Regions from separate parts of the Pan troglodytes genome. Here region 1 is linked to region 2. A link is a contact called in public Hi-C data. All regions are on one chromosome and are shown on one strand. The core of a region is the stretch at or near the end of the contact, and the rest is flanking DNA. Distances in the headings are between cores, read along the strand shown. Region 1 holds the start of LOC134810252. Region 2 overlaps EZR (ezrin).

What was found. Hi-C and Micro-C count contacts between places; a contact is called where the count stands out from the background.
Region 1: a contact with region 2 is called in a Hi-C map of induced pluripotent stem cells, with 1.6 times the contacts expected there. The contact joins the promoter of LOC134810252 here to the enhancer-like site in region 2.

What each region holds. Positions count from the first base shown.
Region 1 is chr5:171,134,731-171,142,240 of NHGRI_mPanTro3-v2.0_pri, reverse strand. It overlaps LOC134810252, which reads right to left and starts at 3,118. Exons shown (of 6, transcript XM_063812729.1): 1 at 2,972-3,118; 2 at 2,554-2,720; 3 at 2,061-2,466; 4 at 779-903. The coding sequence starts at 2,064.
Region 2 is chr5:170,833,574-170,841,122 of NHGRI_mPanTro3-v2.0_pri, reverse strand. All of the region lies in intron 1 of EZR (ezrin), which reads left to right. Among named protein-coding and RNA genes, the nearest start is that of EZR, 11 kb to the left of the region's middle. Within about 2 kb of position 5,207, at least 5 of the 24 cell types and tissues checked have an H3K27ac peak or open chromatin away from gene starts, as enhancers often do. A contact at or near this core is called in induced pluripotent stem cells, where this site is marked.

The DNA.
Region 1 (7,510 bases), core at 1,869-4,368, 300 kb before region 2:
AATTCCATCTCAACACCAGCTCCCCACAGGCTCTTACCCTGCAGAGGTCTGGAAAACGACCAATTAGATGCTGTAGTTACCAGCTCTCACCAGTAGGAGACACACAATCGCCACAGCTGTGATCATTTCCCTTCAAGATGGAGCCCAGGGATGGAGAATTCAGTTTGGGAATGGAGGCAAAGGTGCTTTTATAAATATCAAGAAAATCTTGGGATCTGAAGACCACACATGGCCCTCTGCAAGAGGTTGCATGGCAAGGACATTTGGCAAGTTCCACTGTACCTCTTTCTCTACCCAGCACCTGCTTAGAAAGGGCAAAGGTTGTGGCAGTAGCGGGGAGGTGTGGGATGGCCCCCAAGAAGGGTGGACACAGAGACCCGGGAAGGAGGAACTGGATCTGTAGCCAGCAATGCACATATTTAATTTTATTCCATGATTTCTTCCAGGATTAGCTAAATCTATCCACCCATCCTGGCTTATGTGGTCACCTCCTGAACATGGGGTCCAGTCCACATGGAATCACCCTCCTATCAGCTTGTTCCTCCATTCCTTCTTCCAGCCAGATTGTTACTCTATGCCCTGGGACCTGAGCATGCCTGGCCCATTCCCAAGCCTGCCCTGCGCTTCCTGGTATTTCTACTTCCAGCTCATACCTCACCTCCTCCAAGAAGCCTTCCCTGACCTCTCTAGTCCAGCAAGCTCCTCCTCCACCAAGCCTCTCCCACTGGCCTTTCCACAGTTAGGCACTTTCTCCAATGCTGCCTGTTGGGTCACTTGCCTTTTCATGTAGCACCATGAGGACAGGGACACTCCTTGTCTGCACCTCCTCAGGAGTCTGCAAAGGGTTCTGCATGGAATCTGGGCGATGTTGACTGCAGAAAGACTGGACAAGTGCCAGGTAATCTGTAGGTGTGCAAGAATGAATGGAAAAATTTTAAATATCCACTATAGACAGAGGGAAAAAAATCCTATTTGAAATAAGTTACCTTGCCCCTAGGTTTGAATTTAAGAGCTATTTTCTCCAATTTGATCATCAAAATATGACAAGTGAATGCTGTTGCTATGAAGTCTTATGAAGATCTTGCATGTTATCCAGGCCTCGGGTTCCCTCTTCTCTCTCTAACAAAATATAGTTTAAAATTTTCATTTGTGGGCTGGGCGCAGTGGCTGACACTGGTAATCCTAGCACTTAGGGAGGCCAAGGTGGGCAGATCGCTTGAGCCTAGGAGTTCAAAATCAGCCTGGGAAACATGGCAAAACTCCATTTATTAAAAAAAAAAAATTAGCCTGGCATGGTAGCGTGTGCCTGTACTCCCAACTACTCCAGAGGCAGAGACAGGAGGGTCGCTTGAGCCAGGGAGGTCGAGGCTGCAGTGAGCCTTGATTGCGCCACTGCACTCCAGCCTAGGAGACAGAAGGAGACCCTGTCTCAAAATAAGAAAATCACTTGTAATTTTGCTTATTTAGTATTTGGTGAATGAACTCATTAGAAGTCACATTATCAGCCACCAACTCCGGTCAGCCGTGGGCTGGGAGAGAAAGGGAGAGCAGAGCAGATGCAGCTCCCGCCTTCCTGGAACATGACATCATCTAATTTGTTCATTCAACAGAAACTTCGCACACACTTACAAAGCACCCCGCCCTGTACTAGGTGGGCTCTGGGGATAGAAGACAGTAAGAGAATGTGGTCCCTGTCCTTAGGCACACATTATCCATTGGAGAAGACAGCTGAACCAGGCACAAGTCACTAAGTTCCCAGTTTCTCAGAGGGTTTGATGAAGGTGTTAGATATACAGAATCACTCTAATACTATGTCTGGAAAAAAAAATACTTCCCATTAAAGAGCAAGGTTGTAGGAATATTTTGAGGGCAGGAAAGGAAGAGCAACTCTTCACTCTACACTCAAAAAAATCTCCCGCCTGGTCTCTGATAGCTTCATTTCTTTTCACGAGAAAATAAAGCATTACATTTCATAAAAGACAAGGCTTAGAAAGCTGACTTCAACTACTGTCATATTCCCGAGGGGAGCAAGGAAACGCAGGAGAAAACACAAGGCATACCCATTTTACAGATAAGGAGACTGAGGCTCTGTGGGGAAGGTTTAGCAGGTTGGCTGGGCTCGCGGGTGAGTTACAGGAGGTGGCACTGCTCCAGCCCACATCCCTGGTTCTCAGGCATCCCTCTCTCCCGGGCTCCTCCATTAAACTCTGCGTGCCAGCCCAGGGCACCAATCATGGGCAGAGTGGGCTCTCCGCTGCCTCGTGGGGTCCCAGCAGAATTAACTTTCATGAAGCCAGTTAGAGAAAGGTTAAGGAAGAGCAGCCTCAAGGCAGGTTGCTAAGGCCCAGCCCCACTGAGCAGGTGCAGGGAGCCAGCCTGCTGTTCTGCAAGCACAACCTGCTAGATGCCAAACCAGTGTGTTGCAGGCGGTCTGAGCCAGGAAGTAGATCTGAAGCTTCAGGGTAGCTGTGTGAGTGAAAAAAAAAGAATGTGATTCCTATCTGACCGATGACTCAGAAGTATGAACTGGGGGGCCTTTCCTTCCTGACCCACCTGACAGGGCCATGGCCGACACAGCCGTGTGTACACCAGTGAGCCTGTCACATCGCGGGTCTGCTGTGACAGCCTCTGTCGAGCCCGAGACAGAATCCAGTGTGAGCAGATTTCTCACGCTCCAGGCTTCCCTCACAAAGCTGCATTTCCCTCAGCTACTCCTTTACCTATTTGGAAAGAATAGCAGGAAAAGGAAAGATGGATCTTGGTGAATCTTCCAAAAATCCTCTACTGGATTCCAGAGCTGGACTACTCAAAGGTGTGAAATTGGGTCTCCTCCTCTTTAAAAACTCTTTTCCTGGGGTCTTCATACTCCCCACTTCTTCCTCCCCCATAAAAACCTGGTTTTAGGAAGGGAAGACATCAAATCATTCACCTGGAGGAGTACATGAATAAGAGCACCTTGCCATGTACTTGCCTTTTAATAGGGATCAAGAAACCTTTTGCAAAGGAATGAGTGTTACCAGATGGGAAGTCGTGACTGTGAGTTGTCCAGGTTCTTGGCGTGTTGGACAAAGAATTTAATAAAATGCACAAAGCAACAAAAGAACGAAGCAACGAAAGTGCAGATTTACTGAAGTGAAAGTACACTCTATAGAGTGAGAGTTGGCTCGATCAACGAAGCAGCTCAAGAGCCCCATTTAGAATGTTCTTTGGGGTTTTTGTTAAGCTGAAATAATTTGGTAACACCCCTAGATTCCCTTTAGAGGCCTCCAATTGGTTACCCGCTATGATGGATGGGCCCCCGACCAATCAGAGGCTGAAGTGGAAACTTCCGTTTTGTTATCACAGGAGTGAGGTTGTGGCCTGCATGCTGCCTAATCTTGCCTAGAACTGGCTGCACCTGCTGTTCCTTTGCTTATGCCTTAACCCTTGGTTACCCTAATTCCCTATTCTCCTGCCTTATAAGGGTGGTGCTAGGCATTAGCTAGGACACAGATGGGGCATCTTAGACAGAAGAGGCTCATTCTTCACTCAAAAAGCCACACCTGATTGTCTTTTTTTTTTTTTTTTTTTGTAGTTCAATCATCCAGCTTTGTCCTGGACCTGGTCCGGGCGCACCGTGCTGGAGAGAGACCTGGCCCAGCCCACCAGCACGGCTTCTTCAGAGGACCTTTCTGGTCTACCTGATTCACCACAGCTTGATCATTTGCAGCCTGATTTTGCAGTTCATCTCTTTGTATTCATATGTATTCTGACTCCTCATTTACCCTATAAGATCATCTGAGGGGTAAAACCTGACCATCTTCCTTGTTCTTTCCTATCCTGGAAGGTCCATGTGATTTTTGACAATGAATATGATTTCTGTTTGACTTTGGAATGAGTTTTTGCATTTGATTATCAGGGGGTTCGATGTTTAGGGATTTCTACTCGCAGTGAAATCTAATGCCACACCTGGCAGGAATTGGGTCCTTTTAACATGAGACTAAAATCCAATAAGCCCAAGCCAGGAAGACCTGATTCGCAGGGGCCAGGGAGGGTGCTCACTTCTCCACTTCTGCACGAAGCCACCTCCAGTCTGGAAAGAAGCAACTCTTCCATTATCTGTTGGAGATTCCTTATTGCCTATAAAGTAGGAGTAAACAGAGTGTGTGAGATGTTGACCAAGCACGATGGGATGGAACAGATGCCCTCTCATTAATGCAGAGCATATGGCAGAGTTCTGTAGCCATTCTCAATAAAATGGAAAACAAGGTACTTTAATATAAACACAGCTGGACACGTCGAGAAAACAATGGTGATCTTTATTTTGCAGAAATGAAGTCAAAGTGTTGCTTACTGGTTGTCAAATTGCCACACATGAAAGGGGCTGGAAACATAGCCAATGTTCAGAGTTAGAGTCACTGCATTGGAGACCCAGAAATCAAGAGTCCTGATCACACCGAGCAGGCTAAGAGAGGGCTGGGGAGGGAGATTTCCGCCCTGTCCTTTTCGGTCCCTGGTGCTTCCTCGGCCAGTGTGAGTACAATGATTTGCACAACTACTGCTTTCACTTAGTGCAAAAATGGACTGATGTTTTAAGTTGAATCCAGTAGTTCAACCACTGGAGCTTCAGAAGGGTCCACAGCCCGCCCCTTTCTGCCGGAACTGTCTTATGTTATCATCTAATCAGGCATCCCTGGCCATTCACCAATGGTCCGAGAGTTGGGACCTCGTTGATAAATGTATTTATTCCGAATTTAGGTGTAAGTCCCTTCCAGGCAGTGCAGCAGAGCAGAGGATAACAAGGAGACAATTTGGTTTTCTCCATTTTCTTTAGGAACACACTTTTTACATGAGTGCCTTAAGTGCAGCTGCCGTTTCCTACCAAGCAAGACAATGATCAGCCCTGCTTTGTTTGTTCCCACAGCTCAGGAACCTGGCTCAGAGCTGCTCCTCAGTGCCAGCTGCTGGACTGGACAAGATTTTAGGCAAGGCACGGCCACACACCAGGTAGGTGAAAACCCACCACACTGAACCGCTGCCAGGGAGCCCACGAAGGCACTGAGCCTCTCCATGAACGGAGGCCTAACCTCAGCCTGCCTGGCTGATCTCATCTCTAGGGTGCTTTACATGACAGCAGCAGAGTGTGAGCCTGCTGCCCGGAGGAACTATGCAGGTGTAAGTAGCACCCAGCTTGTCCTCAGGCACGTGGCAGCCCAGGGGCAAAACATCAGGTTGTTCACGAATCACCAAGGTATTTTTGGCATCATGTTATTATACTCCAAAAACAACCAAAGAGCAGGGGAAAAAAAATAACCCAATTCACAAAAGTAAAATGCAGTCCATCTAAGAGGGTTGTTTAAGTTTAAAGTTTTCTTTACTGAATTGGCCCAAACTGGATAAGCATTAATATCCCTCCCTAAGGCTCCCAGCCAGGCGGGACCAGGCAGAACAAAAGCTTGAGCCAGTTACTGGGTATTTGCCACAGGCCAGACGCCCTCACCATAGCCACATTGCATCATTCATCAAACCCACCTCAGGAAGTGGATGCGGTGATTCTCCCCGGGGACACTCTGGGAGGGGGTAGCACAGATAATGAGAAAGACTAGGGATCCCAGGTCAGATCTGGGGAATGCCAGAGCTTCGGGTCTTTGCATGAGTAAGGTTAGATAAGCCCGAAAGAGCACAACCAAGGGTCCGCAGAGAGCAGCAAATCAGGGACCACGCCAGGCAGTGGACAGCCCGTGGTCAAGCCCAAAGTGACCTCCAGGAAAGGAGGACATCCCTGTAATGACACTGCAGCCTCTCCCTTGCCCCAGACCCCACTCCCGGGGCACAATTCCAGGCTGCCTGGGGCACCAGAGCTCACATCCTCCCAGGCATGGGCAGGAGGGTCACCGACTGGCGCTGGAGGCTCCGCTGCTGCGGCAGAACCACGGGCTCCCTGCAGAGGGAGCCCTGACCCCTTCCGAGGCAGCAAAAACTAGCCGTGCTCAGACCTCCCTCCTGAGTGAAAGGTTCTACAGTGTACACAGGTTGTTTGTGCTGGAAGCATTTCCACGGAGCCACAGCAGTGGATGGCTGACACGAAATTCCCTGGCTGTCTCCCATCGTTTGAGAATTAAGGTTATATAGCTGTTATCCGCACATCCTATCAGTCTTTGAGTTACAGGCTGTGACGTTGTGACTTTTGTGAAAGAAGCAGGGAGCGATGGGACAGGGAGAAAGGCCTGAGGCGGCCATTTGCAGACACAGCCCTGTCCTCACCCGAGCCACCGCCACCCCAGAGTGGGGTAGCTGATACCCGGCAGGTTGCTGTTGGTAACTGAGCAGGTGTGGGGGGATCCAGATCCAGAAGAGAAGAAGGCGGGGAAGAAAGAGGAGGGCAGAGAGGGCTGAGCCTGCAGCGCTGTGCACTTAGGGGGCTTGCTTGAAGCCTCATTATCTGGGACATAACTGCAGTCAGACGGACTAGGGGGCTCCAGGAGGCTGATGATGTGAAAGGTGATGACAGATTTTCGTTTTCCATTAGGAGATGAAAACTGCTTTCCCAAGCTCTCCAAACAGAAGAGAGACTTGGCTGAAGGTCTAAGTAATGCCTGAGGCCTCCAGGAGGGCCAGCGTGTCTGGTCGGGACCACGGTGCCCCACGCAGTATTTGTTCCCCGGGGAAGCCACTCCTCTGCTACTGCACTCTGGAAGAGACTCCTGGGTCTCACAAGGGGGTGGAGGTGTCCACAGAGGCCCTTTAAGATGTGTGGTTAGAGAAGGTTTAAATTTGCTATCTGGGAACCTCATATCTGAATCTACACACCATGATTTTAACAATCATTTTTAGCGGTTATAACTTCAAATAAAGATTTCAAATTCTATATGGACGCTAATGATCTATTCCAAGCTAATATCCACAGTAGAGGAGAATGAGAAAATCTTGAATGGGAATCCAGTTTGTAGAAGAGTCAAATGATTTTGAGTCTCGAGTAAAGACGCTGCCGTGGTACACAGTATTCAAGACAGCACGTGAAATTAAAATGTGTCTAACTTCCGCTCCCGTCGATGAATTTCTGATCTTTTCCCCCGTGTTAGGGCCCAGGTCTCTCCAGTGCTTTCCAGGGCTACTATCTATAATTGGCAAATGATCCCCTCATACTATCCAATTGTTCTCCTTCCGAAGACCTGCAAAAAGAAACCTGATTATCTTGCCAACTGCTCTGTGTTACCAGATGTTTAGTTTGAGAATACGAAGTGTACCTGTGAGAGTATCCAAGCACAAAACACTTCTGGCCCAAGCTGGCTAGTCTGATCATGAGACCAAGCCTCAAAACCTTGAATTTTATATGAGCTTGACCCAATCAAATAGAACTGAAACATCTCCTGGAAGAAGGGGCAATGTCTTCATCCTCTTTGAGACTTCCTCCTACTCATGGGATTCCGTAGAGTGCTTTGCATACAGCGAGTGCTGAATAATTGAATTTTCTGCCCTGTGGTCACAGAGACCACACCATCCAAATGCCAGTGATAATCTTCAATGACAT
Region 2 (7,549 bases), core at 3,958-6,457:
AAAGCAAGAGGATAGGTGTTGTTTTTGTGTTTTTGAGATGCGGTCTTGCTCTGTTGCTCAAGCATGAGTGCAGTGGTACAATCATAGCTCACCACAGCCTTGAACTCCTTGGGGGGACCGCAGGCGCTCACTACCACACCTGACTAATCTTTTTATTTTTATTTCTATAGAGATGAAGTTTCACACTGTTTTGTGCAGGCTGGTCTCAAACACCTGGCCTCAAGCCATCCTCCTGCCTCAGTCTCTCAAAGTGTTGGCATTATAGCCATGAGCCACTATGCCTGGCCCAAGTTTGTTTGTTTGTTGTTTAGCATTATTATTTTATAGCAAACTTTAAATTCTTGTTTATTGGCAGGATAAATAGAGGGAAGGAGGACGAGCAAATAGGTAAACATACCTGCCTCCTAGTGGGTAATCTTGGGCAAGTTTTTTCACCTCCCTCTGCCTCCTCATCTGTAAACAAGATCCTGCGTGCCTGCCTGGGATGCCTGCTGAGATGGCACATGGGAAGCACCTGGCCTTATGCCTGGCCCTGGTCAGTAAGGGCTGTGCGGTTCCACTTGTACCTGATAAAATTCTAATCTGATTAAAAGCTTTACTAGCTCGTGATGGTCATTCTTTTCCTCTAACTTAGCAGCCCGATGAAATAATGTAGTAAGTAAATGTAACCTTGTTGTTTGTCCTTTTGCTGCCACGATGAACACAGCTGTCTTGCTAGACCTCTGTTGACTTCAACAGGGATAGCATCAGGTTTATTGGAAATTCACATATGGGACAGTCCAGTGGTGGTGGGTTGGACAGAACAGCAACTGCTTCCCGAAAGCTTGCAAAAAGCATGCAGTTTACACAGCATTCTTACTTAACATACTCCCCCTAACAGCCTCCACCTGGCAGCCTTAAAGTGCTTGCGGGCTGGGGGCTCAGATGTTCCCCATAGATAAGGAATTGATTTCAGGGTTGGCCACTAGGATTCCTTAGCTCGGAACTCCATACACACATTCTTCTTAAGTTATTGATGTTAGGTACACCTGTACAACCACCCTGCATAAAGTTCGTTCATTCAACAAATAGAGCACCTACTTTGTGCCAGGTTTTCAGGTACTGGGGAGACATTGGTGAACAAAAAGAGGCTTTTAAAGGATTATCACCTGCTTGGTTGACAGTCACATCCAGTGAATGGTGGAACCCATTTCCTGCTAATGTGTATTTGAGCCTGAAATGCACATTGTCCCACCTTTCCTCAATGGCAAAATGCTCTGGAAAGGAGGTGCTGGTCTGACTAAATAAAATGGGCTTTCTGTTTGGAGTTGTAAAGTGCCTTCCTCAGCCCCTCCTGAAAGAAAGACCTGCTTTCAAGAGGCTTATATTGCAGGGGGAAAGACACATGTCTAATACATTGTCAGGGGGTGGTGAGCGTGCTACTGTAAATTTTCACCTAGGCCTTGGCAAGAGCTAGAATTAACTTTCATTCTTTACTGACTCTTTGAAGCGTTAAAACCATTGGGCAGAGTGACTTACGAGTGGGCCCACTGTGATGTGTTTTTGTTGGTTTTCTGGTAAATCACTTTTGGGTTGGACAGTGAACCATGATGGTCTTTCTTCAAGAACTTGTTTTTGCAAGGGTTTGGTGATAAGTCCATCATTTGCCAAACCCACTTACTCTTCCATCCTTTCTCAGGTGCTGTGGTTCAGGGAAATGATTGTTTTGATAGTATTTTACCTATTGCACCATTACTTCATCTGTAAATTTCTTATAAATTATGTCTTGGGATCCAGCCTTGCTTTTTTTTTTTTTTTTTTTTGAGACGGAGTCTCTGTCTGTCGCCCAGGCTGGAGTGCAGTGGTGTGATCTCGACTCACCGCAAGCTCCACCTCCCGGGTTCACGCCATTCTCCTGCCTCAGCCTCCCGAGTAGCTGGGACTACAGGCGCCAGCCATCACACTCGGCTAATTTTTTTTGTATTTTTTAGTAGAGACGGGGTTTCACCATTTTAGCCAGGACAGTCTTGATCTCCTGACCTCATGATCCGCCCGCCTCAGCCTCCCAAAGTGCTGGGATTACAGGCGTGAGCCACTGCGCCTGGCCTGTTATGTTTTTAAAGAGAAAATTGAACCACAGGTCACTTGGTTAAAGCTTAGCACATAAATATGAGATTGGAATCACTTTATTTGTAAACATATATGTAGTGTATATTGGTACAGTATTTTCATTAAGGTGTGTTTCATTGCCTCAGTTAAATAATTAAGGGTGTTGGCTTCTGGGATGTTGAAGTATTTGCTTACATAATCCATTGCTGTTTGGGTGAGACTCTTAAATGGATTTAGACAGGGAAATAATGGTGAGAAAACTGGATTTTTTATTTAGAACCTGGCTGAACAAGGCAATGTGGAAATAGTGTGATAACAAGGTGCATTATATAACTTGAACAAATCAACTGCAAAAAGACATTTTCAAAGAAATGGAGGAAAATTGAATAATATTTACTGAATTTGACGTATTAAGGAATTGTTTTAAATTATGTTGGATGTGATAGTGGTATTGTGATTTTTTTTTTTTAGTGCTTTAGAGCAATATACTGAAGTTTTTACAAGTGAAATAATGAATGAGGGCCTTAAAATATGCCAGCAAAAAAAAAAAAAGTGAAAGTGGTAGAGTAGAAGAAAGAATGGTGTTGAAGCTGAAAAGAGAGTGTGGAGGATCATGGTACTACTTATTCTCTCTACTTTTATGAATGTTTTCAACTTTCCATAATAGAATATTTGCTTTTAAAAAGCATGTTATAGGGTAGAAAGGGAGAGATGCTTTACTTTTGCTCGTCATGAAGCGCCTGAGTGTTGAGGTGGGAGGATCTCAGGGCAAGGGCAGGTCCCCCATTCCCTGCTGCTGGGGCAACCTTTGTGCTCTGGATCAAATGAGTAACTGATTTGATCTCATCAAATGGCCCCACCCGGGCCATCTCACCCTCCATGCACATGTTTTAAAAGGAGGTCACTACTCAAAATTGCAGCTGACTTGGAAACACATAGAACGATTTGTTCCCAGTTTTTTCCACTATTACTCTGTATTCCCAATGTTTTGGGGGGCCCATAGGAATGGGGCACAGTGCTGTGACCCAACTGGGAACAGGTCATTGTCTTAATAGCGATTTTCTCAGACTTGAAAATTGAAATGAACAAAATAAGGGGCATCTACTGGGTAGGGCTTTAGCCATTTTAAGAGATCAATCTACATACTGGGGCTGTGGGCAGGGATGGGGGAAGGAAATACAGCAAACCATGGGTTGGGGTTGGGGTGAGTGATAGGGTTGTTAAGTGTACACCATGTCTTTTCCAGTCAAGTAATGATGTACAAATTATAATGCCATTTCAGATGTAACATACTTGATACTGACAGTATAAATTGAAGAGTTTTTAAAATTTTAATTTAGTGTAATTTCAGAAACGGTGATTTTTAAAAGTAAGTTTTGGCGGGGTTTGCTTATTTAAGCAAATTTTGTAGGATTACTGATTTAGTTTGGATTTTTTAAAAGAAGCTACTTTGGTCTGGATAATTTTTGACAGATGGCAAAAGTAAAGACTGGGGTGAGTTCAAATCTTGTCTAATCGAAGTTTCTTACAGGAGAAATGTTCTTTAACATTGTATAATATTGCTCATGTGATCTTAACTAGGGGCAAAAATTTATCTCAGCAATGGCACAAGACTTAAGTATGGTTTATGTCTTATGTCCTCTAAAAAACAGGTTAGCAAAGAAATTTTTCGACCTTCTTTTTTTTTTCCTGAGACAGAGTCTCTGTCACCAGGCTGGGAGTACAGTGGCGCCATGTAGGCTCACTGCAGCCTCCGACTCCCTGGTTCAAGCGATTCTCCTGCCTCAGCCCCACGAGTAGCTGGGATTGCAGGCACACGCCACCATGCCCGGCTAATTTTTGTATTTTTAGTAGAGATGGTTTCACCATGTTGGCCAGGATGGTCTTGGTCGCCTGACCTCGTGATCCACCCACCTCAGCCTCATTGTTTCCTAGACTCACCTTCTCACTCCCAAGATCAGAAATTGGAAATCATCATTCTCAGTAAACTATCGCAAGAACAAAAAACCAAACACCGCATATTCTCACTCATAGGTGGGAATTGAACAATGAGATCACATGGACACAGGAAGGGGAATATCACACTCTGGGGACTGTTGTGGGGTGGGGGGAGGGGGGAGGGATAGCATCGGGAGATATACCTAATGCTAGATGACGAGTTTTAGTGGGTGCAGCGCACCAGCATGGCACATGTATACATATGTAACTAACCTGCACAATGTGCACATGTACCCTAAAACTTAAAGTATAATTAAAAAAAAAAAAAAAAGAAAAGAAAAAAGAAAGGAAAAACTCTTCACAGGCTTCTAAATTTGCAGAGACAACCATGCATTCCAGGTGAATAGTGATGTTTAATCTATAGGCCTTTAGTTCCCTATGTTTTCTGAGCCTAGAATTAAAACTGACTCTAGCATATAATAAGCCATCTTGGCCTTGTCCCTTACTTTTGTTTATGTGTGTAGTTACTAAGTTTACTAAGTAGTTACTAAACTTAAGTTTCTGTGTATAATTACCTGCACATTTCAGTGAAGCATGTTGGTGATGAAGTATTTATGATATACCTAGTAAAACTGAAATCACATGGTATACAATCAAGACTTAGACTTCAGGAGTTTATTAGATAAATTCTTGTTCAAGGTCCTTTCTCTTTATTTTGCCTGCCCTGAGGTAAGGAGATGAGAAGGATGTAGATTGTGTTTCTAGAAAGAATAGTTTCTTTTGCTGAATGTAACATCCTTTGATTATTTCTTTTCCCTTTCTTAGGGGAAAGTGGTGTCTAAGAATTCCAGTTTACTTCCCTGTTAGATAACACACAATGTATGTTATTCCCAGTGTAGAAGAAGTTGGTTCTTAATTAGAGACACTCACCAAAAAGGGCCTTAAAAACTAGCAGCTAATAGGTATCAGGAGCATTATTTTCATACGCCATCAGCAGGTCGGAAATGGCCATCAGTGTTACTCGGCAGTGCAGGCTTGGAACTCGGGCATGACTAGCAGTCATTTCATTGTCAGACCTATGGAAAGCAGCTCCTTTCTGCCTCCCAGATGCAGTGGACAGTAGGGAGGGCTTAGCACAGAACTCTTCCCAGCTTGGTTTTAAAATGACCCTCTTTTGAATGTGAATGCCCAGAAAGTTCCCTTCTAGTTCTAAGGTCATGATTTTCTTGCTGATTATAATGAGCACAGATGGGACTGGTTTGTCCGCTTTTTGTGTTTGTTAAGCAGCCTTGGTCTGACAGGATGTGGGTCTAGGGGCAGGAAGTGGCTTACTCTCAGAGGAAAAAGGAGCTATTTAGGATTTGAGATTTCATTACATGTTCTTGAAATTATGGGGTGGCTATTATTCTGGACTCTCTCTATATATTTTATATATATATATTATATATATATTTTATATATATATTATATATATATTTTATATATATATTATATATATATTTTATATATATATTATATATATATTTTATATATATATTATATATATATTTTATATATATATTATATATATATTTTATATATATATTATATATATTTTTTATATATATTATATATATATTTTATATATATATTATATATATTTTTTATATATATATTATATATATTTTTTATATATATATTATATATATTTTTTATATATATATTATATATATTTTTTATATATATTATATATATTTTATATATATTATATATATTTTATATATATATTATATATATATTATATATATATTTTATATATATTATATATATATTTTATATGTTATATATAATATATATATTATATGTTATATATATTTTATATATATGTTATATATGTTATATATATGTTATATATATGTTATGTTTTATATATGTTTTATATTTTATATATTATATATATTTATATATATTTTATATTTTTTTTATATATTTTATATATATATATATAAAATGTTACATAATATTTACCCTGGAATTGGTAAATACAAACTTTTCAAAAGCATAAAACCATTGGCATCTATTTAAAGATACTATTTTAGGAGTAATGTTAAAGAGCCAGAGCTACACAGATATTTTGGTAGCTGATTACCAGAAGTTGAGGGTCTCAGTTTTTGTAACCATTAAAAAGTCATCAGACGAGGATAACCGTATACCTCGTATCGAGTACTCATTTGGAGTCACTCTACCAGTTATACTTCATCACTATTCTGATTGGTCTACTTAAAACATACGTTTATATAACATAAAAATGTAACATCGTGTAGATACGTGAAAAGTCAAAGTTACTAGGAAATTCCAAGCCCCCACTTCTGTGTCAATACTCTGCCCTGTTAACGTCTGCTGCACATTAAGAATTTAGCCTTGACATTTTAAGTTTAGCCTAATGGTGGTGCTGGAGGAAGTAGTAAGGAGAACAGTTTAGAAAAGGAGGTGTGAGTGGCATGTAGTGTTACTTTTCATCATTTAAATTACTCAAAAAGTTCCTTAAAGTGCTTCTGGCTTCTCTGGGAAATGAGTTCCTGCTTCCCTGTGGTGTCAGGAGAATCGCAGGGTAGGAGACACGGCCCCTAGGATACTGGACATGGGCTGGATGCTGTATTCGAGGGATAAACCATGTATGGTTCTTGTGCTTAAACAAGCAAAAATCTGGCCGGGCGCGGTGGCTCACACCTGTAATCCCAGCACTTTGGGAGGCCAAGGCGGGTGGATCACAAGGTCAGGAGATCAAGACCATCTAACTAACATGGTGAAACCCCGTTTCTACTAAAAATACAAAAATTAGCTGGGCGTGGTGGCACATGCCTATAATCCCGGCTACTCGGGAGGCTGAGGCAGGAGAATCGCTTGAACCCGGGAGGTGGAGGTTGCAGTGAGCCGAGATTGCGCCACTGCACTCCAGCCTGGGCAACAAGAGTGAAACTCCGCCTCAAAAAAACAAACAAACAAAACACCACCACCAAAAACCTAACTAGCCATAGTCAAGTAGAAGTATACAAATATTCCAGAAGAACTAAACTATAAGGTGTTTGTAAATATTTAGATGTGAATGAGTATAAACAGAACGCATCATAAAAAATCATAAAAATTGATATTTGGTAAATTTTCCTTTCTGCCAGACTTGCTGGCAGTTAAAATTTGAAACAGTGACTGTACCGAAAGCCTTTTTATTCAGGTTAAAAGTTGTACTCCCATTTCCTAAAATAAGGACTGAACTGAGAAACTCTAGCTACAGCTGCTTGGTTTTCCATAGAGTTAAGTTGGCTCCTTAGATGCTGAAGTCTGTAGTTACGACTTTGCTTTCATTAGTAATTAGCACCTGGGCAGGTACTAACCAATGAATGCCCTTTACACCTGGCAAGAAGGAATGGGTGGGGAGGCCAGATTGTTTCAATCTAAAGGGCACTACGTTGTGGTGGGTTACGTTTTTTGGTAGACAGACACTGCCTACAGGCAACTAAGTCATTCCATTAACTGTCATTATCAA